Regions from separate parts of the Mus musculus genome. Here region 1 is linked to region 2. A link is a contact called in public promoter capture Hi-C data. All regions are on one chromosome and are shown on one strand. Each heading gives the region's core, a stretch centred on a gene start, on an enhancer-like site or on the middle of the called end of the contact. The rest is flanking DNA. Distances are from core to core; before and after follow the strand shown.

Evidence for each region. Promoter capture Hi-C pulls out the DNA fragments that hold promoters and counts their contacts.
Region 1: a contact with region 2 is called in a promoter capture Hi-C map of pre-B cells. The contact joins the promoter of 4930413G21Rik here to the promoter of Rrm1 in region 2. A contact is called at or near these places in 3 of 39 promoter capture datasets (frontonasal cranial neural crest, maxillary cranial neural crest and pre-B cells).

Annotation. Positions count from the first base shown.
Region 1 is chr7:122,969,120-122,971,819 of GRCm38.p6, reverse strand. It overlaps 4930413G21Rik (RIKEN cDNA 4930413G21 gene), which reads left to right and starts at 1,361. Exons shown (of 1, transcript NR_045614.1): 1 at 1,361-2,700. Rbbp6 (retinoblastoma binding protein 6, ubiquitin ligase) reads right to left here and starts at 1,256. Exons shown (of 18, transcript NM_011247.2): 1 at 693-1,256. The coding sequence starts at 858.
Region 2 is chr7:102,440,443-102,443,142 of GRCm38.p6, reverse strand. Rrm1 (ribonucleotide reductase M1) reads right to left here and starts at 1,448. Exons shown (of 19, transcript NM_009103.3): 1 at 1,100-1,448; 2 at 68-156. The coding sequence starts at 1,118.

The sequences.
Region 1 (2,700 bases), core at 112-2,611, about 21 Mb before region 2:
CTTAACAGTTAAGTGTGGTCTAACACCTGCATTCCCCACACTTGGGAAGCTCAAAAGGGGTTGTTGGGGTTGGAGGCCAGTCTGGGCTACAGAATATAACTTTTGAGTAAATATCACTAATTCTGGAATTACACCTCAGAGTGTTCACCTCAGAACATTTTTTTAAATACAAAACCAATTCCAGCACTAACTAAATCCTCAAAAATACCTTTTCTACAAGCAACCCCGTATAAATAAATAAAAGGCCAGTGGACAATTGCTATCAGCTTCAAAACGCTGCTAGATTAGCCAACAAGTTATATCTACTGCTGCTTTAACCAATAGGAAACCTTACACAGGCTTTCCTCTCCTGATGGAAAAACAAGTTAGGGAAAGGCCACAAGGCAAACACCCAACAGACTCAGGTAGCAACCCTTTTCTCTTTTCAACCCAATCCCACTGTTTAAAAAACTTTAATTAAGGAGGAGGTGGGGCCCCATTTTGAAAACCAGCCTGCTAGGTAAGACAGATCCCAGCATTCAGAAGGCCAGTTAAACTCCAAGGTCGGGTGCTGCAATCCTTGGCTATCAATGAAACTCTGTGTATGACAACGGGTAAGAATGGAGTTCAAGCCTGAAACAAGAAACTTAAAATACCAACCTTGACGCCCCCCCCTCCCCCCAATAAATATCTGCGGCCCGTGTGCCTCTTACCTTCTTTCGTCTGTGCGTTGGTGATCTGCAGATCGCTATCGGCAGCTTTCAGCTTTTCTCTCCCCATAATCTGCTTCTTTAAATCGCAGAGGGAGATATGGAGCCCATCAAAAGTGACGGTGTCGTAGTTGAGTTTAGAGGAAAATTTATAGTGCACACAGGACATTGTGGCAAAAGATTCCTAAGGTTCAGCGAGGAGACGTGGACACTCTCAATATATGTATATTTATAAACTTAAGAGCAAAATATGTACACACACAAAACACTCAAAAGACAACGAAGGACCCTAAGGCCTCAGATTAAATACCCCCCCAACCACAAGCGGGGGTCCGTGAGAACAATAATCCGGAACCCCCCGTACTCAGAATCGCTTCATGAGGGAGGAGCAAGACAGGAAAGGGGGCAATCGAGGATCCGCCAACCGGCACAATGTCACCCGGCTGGGTCCCACTCGCTCATGCTAAGGGCCGGCAGGAGACGGGGGCAGGCGGTGCAGTCAGTAGCGGTCAGTCCACACGTTAGAGTCCGAATGACCCCGCGGGGTCAGGGGTCCATAGCGGCCGCACCTCCCGGCTAGTCTCTCTCCGTGGATGGGGGTGACCCAGGCCCCGGGAGAAGGTTGCGGGGAGAGGGCCTAGGCCCGGAGTCCACGAGCGGCCTCTCGCCTCCTCCCGGCTTCCGGACGACCGGCGTCGGCGTCCCCAGGCCCAGGCCCCCACCGCACACACACCCTGGCGCCTGCTCCCCGGAGGCCACGAGCGGCCCGCGGCCTAGGCCGAGATCGCGCGGTCGGCGGAGGAGAGGCCTTCCAGCGGCCGCCCGGTTCGGCTCCGCCTCCCCCCCGCCGCCGCCTGACACAAAGCCGGTGCGGGGCCCAGCTAGGCCGCGAGGCCCTTCCTCACCACCCCGGGCCCCGGAAGGCGGCTTCGTTGGCCCCGGGGACACCACCGAGGCTGCCCGACTCTTCCTCTTGCTGCTCCTCGCGCTGCTCCCGCTCCTGTCGCCTCTGAGCCCACGACCGCGTCGGGAAGCCCGGAAACGGTCGGGCGGCGGCGAGGGCGTCGCTGGATTCCCTCTTTATTATTATTATTTTTTTTTTGTTCTGCCCCCCCAACCCCGGGCGCTCTCCGGCCCGCACCCTGCGCCGACGACACCTCCGCGCCAGGCACTATGGCGGACGCGGCCTGGCTTCGGGCGAGCGCCCCCACTCCGGGGTCTCTTAAGCAGGGACTGCACGGGCGGCGCACGCGAGGCGGGGCTTGGGCGTGCGCCGATAGGCGGGCCGGGGGCGGGGCCGTCTGCGTCACAAAGCGCACCGGCCCGCCCACGTGACCCGGCGCTTTGTGACTTGCGGCGTGGAACCTGAGGCTACGCGGAGAACAGGAGAAACTACGTGGGTCCGCAGAGAGGGGGAGGCGGACCGTCCCACCGGGCGGGTCTGGAAGGGGCGCTTAAGCGGCGGAGGCCCCAAAGTGCGGAGGGGGTGAACCGCGAATTCCACCCACGCACGAGTCTCATCACTGTGATGGCTGCTCACCAACTCCTCTCCTAACAGACTGTATACCCTGAGCTCTTCCAAAGCTGCTGGTGAGAATGGACCATCATCACCACCAGCAGCATCTTAAGAGCTGTGTCCGACTCTTACCTTGTACTAGGCACCGCGTTGACCGCTGATGTTTGCAAATTCTGGAGCCCAGTCTCCTAGGTCGGAAGTAACTCCGTTCTCCCAAAGACGCTGTCAGAGAATAAAGAATTAAATCCATGAGTATATTTCAATATTTAAGACCATGCCTGGCATATCTGTGCCTCAATACAGGGGGCCTAATAAATGTCAAATAAACAACAGCAAAAAAATATCTCCAATTTATAAGATAGAAACCTAAAGCCAACAGCCGTGCATTTTTCGAGTTTTCAAAGAAGGGAATGCTTGCTGGGTTGCAGGGTCCTCATTCCATTTTAAATTACAAAGTCCCTTAGGAGGGTTGGCATTCTTTTTCTCTTGTGGCAT
Region 2 (2,700 bases), core at 199-2,698:
CTAGAGGTAAGTGACATAAAATCACATAGCATGCAAAGAACCCCTGATACACACTGTATTTACTTACAGGATCAACAAAGTCCATGTTGAGTCCATAACAGAGTTTCTGGATTCGTGATGTAATTTTGTCAAACATAACTCGCTCTTGGCGGCCATCTAAATAATCAAATCACAGTTAGCATTAGCAGTTATTAAGCGGGCAATACCAAAGAATCAAGTATATTCAGCTTTTAAAACTGTTTAAAACAATTAAGAGATTGTCTTTGGGGTCTGCAGAGACTGCTCAGTGGTTAATCATGTCTACTCGGATTAAGTCTTTGTCTATTTGGGTTAAAAGTCTTTGTCTATCGACCTATGATAGAGGAGGCAGCCCTCTGTGAGTTTGAGGCTAGACTGATCTACACAGAGTAAGTTCCAGGCCAGTCAGAGAAACCCTGTCCCAAGAACAAACAATGTAAAAAAAAAAAAAAAAAAAAAAACCTCCCCACAAAAATGCAGAGGCAGGAGAGATGATACTACACTCCCACCTCAGAAGAGACCAGAAAAATGACAGATGTTCAAAAAATGTGGTGTCCTGCCTTTTCTTTTTTTCCTTATTTCCTCCTACACCAGATCATCGACTCCGCGGTTCTTTTGTCTGTTATTTTGTTTAAGAAATGAGGAAAGACAGGCACAGGGCTATTATGAGCTATGGGTTTCAATTCTAACCTCACCAACTACTAGCTGGGGTGGAATGGGGGTGTTGGGGTGCTTTTTCGTGTCTTTGCAACCTCTTCTAAAAAAATGGAGCCAAAAGCAGCTACCTCTGAGGATGGCGGCAAGGAATAACAGTGCTCGGGAACAATCTCAGACAGGGTTGGAGGGAGTCTGGAAGGGAGCACAAAGTCAAAGTCAAAGGGAACACACAAAGGTCAAGAGAATGGGGACAGACTGAGCAGACACAGGCCCAGCTGACAGACAGGGCGGGAAGCGCGGCGGGAAGCGCGGGAAGCGGCGAGGCGCCGCGGGTCGGGCGGGTCGGGCGGGCCGGCGATAGTGACCGCTGGGCTCTCCGCAGCCGGGTCCCCTCTCCTCCTCCCCATCCCCACGGACCCCTCACCTCGCTTGATCACATGCATCGCCGCTAGAAGCTGAAGTGCTGAGAGGTTCGAGACCAGTTAGCAGCTCCGAGGCGAAGAAGGGACAGAGACGACTGTCAGATGTGAAGGGTTGGACTCCGAGAGGCTGCTCGGACGGAGGGATGGAAGCTGCGCGATAGACAGCACTTTCCTCACCAGAGCAGACTAACCGAATTACGAACTCCTTCCCGCTCCCGCCACCCGTGACGTGCAGAGCAACGCGACGGACGGAATTCGAATGACGTTCTTGACGTTTCAACGCCGGGAGTTGAATGGGCGGAAACTGAGCAGTAGACAGACAGCACACGAGTCCCTTGGCCGCCATATTGAGTGTGGGCAAAGCCCGGGAGACTGCGCTCCTTTCCACCACATTGGGTGAAAGCGGACCTGGCGGGAACGAGTTCTCCTGCCGCCATATTGGGTGTGGGCAAGCAAATCTCCCGAGTATTTTTATTTCATAACAAAAAAGTAACCAACCAGATATCCAGAACACCTTTTTCCTTTTTCCTTCTTCCTCCTCCCTTCCCCCTTCCCTACCCCTCTGACTTTTTTTTTTTTTTTTTTGCTATTTTACATTATGGACATTATGGAAACACCAAGATTTTGTTCTGGTTTGCACTAAAGCCTACAACCCGCAAATAAGAAGCAGATAGGAAGCCCGGGGCTCGTAGGTCTACACTCCTCAGTTAAAGAGTGGGGCTAGACCAAAGGTGTTTGAATTTCAGCCTTACAGAAATAGGGGTACTGTGAAACTCTTATGAAGGCCCACAGTCCATTTGCTTTTACAGTTTTGTGGATGGTAGTAGAGATAGGATCAGCAATAAGATAGTCGTCGCCACATTAATACGTGAAAACAGCCAGACATTATGCAGAGACCAAGACATCTGCGAATACTCAGTCCTAAGGGACTTCTCCATCAAATCCCTCCCCAAATGACTCAGGGGGCCCCATAGAAAAGGAGGAAGAAAGAGTGTAAGAACCTAGGGGGATGGAGGACACCGAAGAATCAAGGCCCTCTATGCTCTTATAAACTCTTGAGACTAAGGCAGCATGCCCAGGGCCTGCCTGCCTTCCAGTTTACTAGTGTTTTTTATGGGATTTTATAGTGTTCGCCTGAGTGTGCGAACAAGTGTATCTCTGATTCTTGTTCCTTCTCATGCATTCTGTCCTTCTGTTGGTTCTGTTCAACACTGATGTGCTAGTTTTCTTTCTTTTTTTTTTTTTCTTTTTTCTTTTCTTCCCTTGGAAGCCTGTTTGTTTTCTAACGAGAGACAAAACGGGGCAGGACCCAGATGGGGAGGAACTGGAAGGAGAGAAGGGAAAACATAATCAGGATATGTTATGTGAGGCGAAAAAAAAAATCCATTTTCAATAAAATGGGGGGAAAGGCTAGGTGAAAAAAAGAAAGAATAGTTAAAGTCGTACTTTAAACCTATTCAAGACAAGTATAAAAACTAATTTCGGTCATAAAACTGATCTTCATAAAATAATGTATGTGGCATTCTTTCGCTAAAACCTATCATTTGCTTCTTACACCCTCCAGAAGGGGTCCATCTCCACCCACAACTGACACATCATAGGA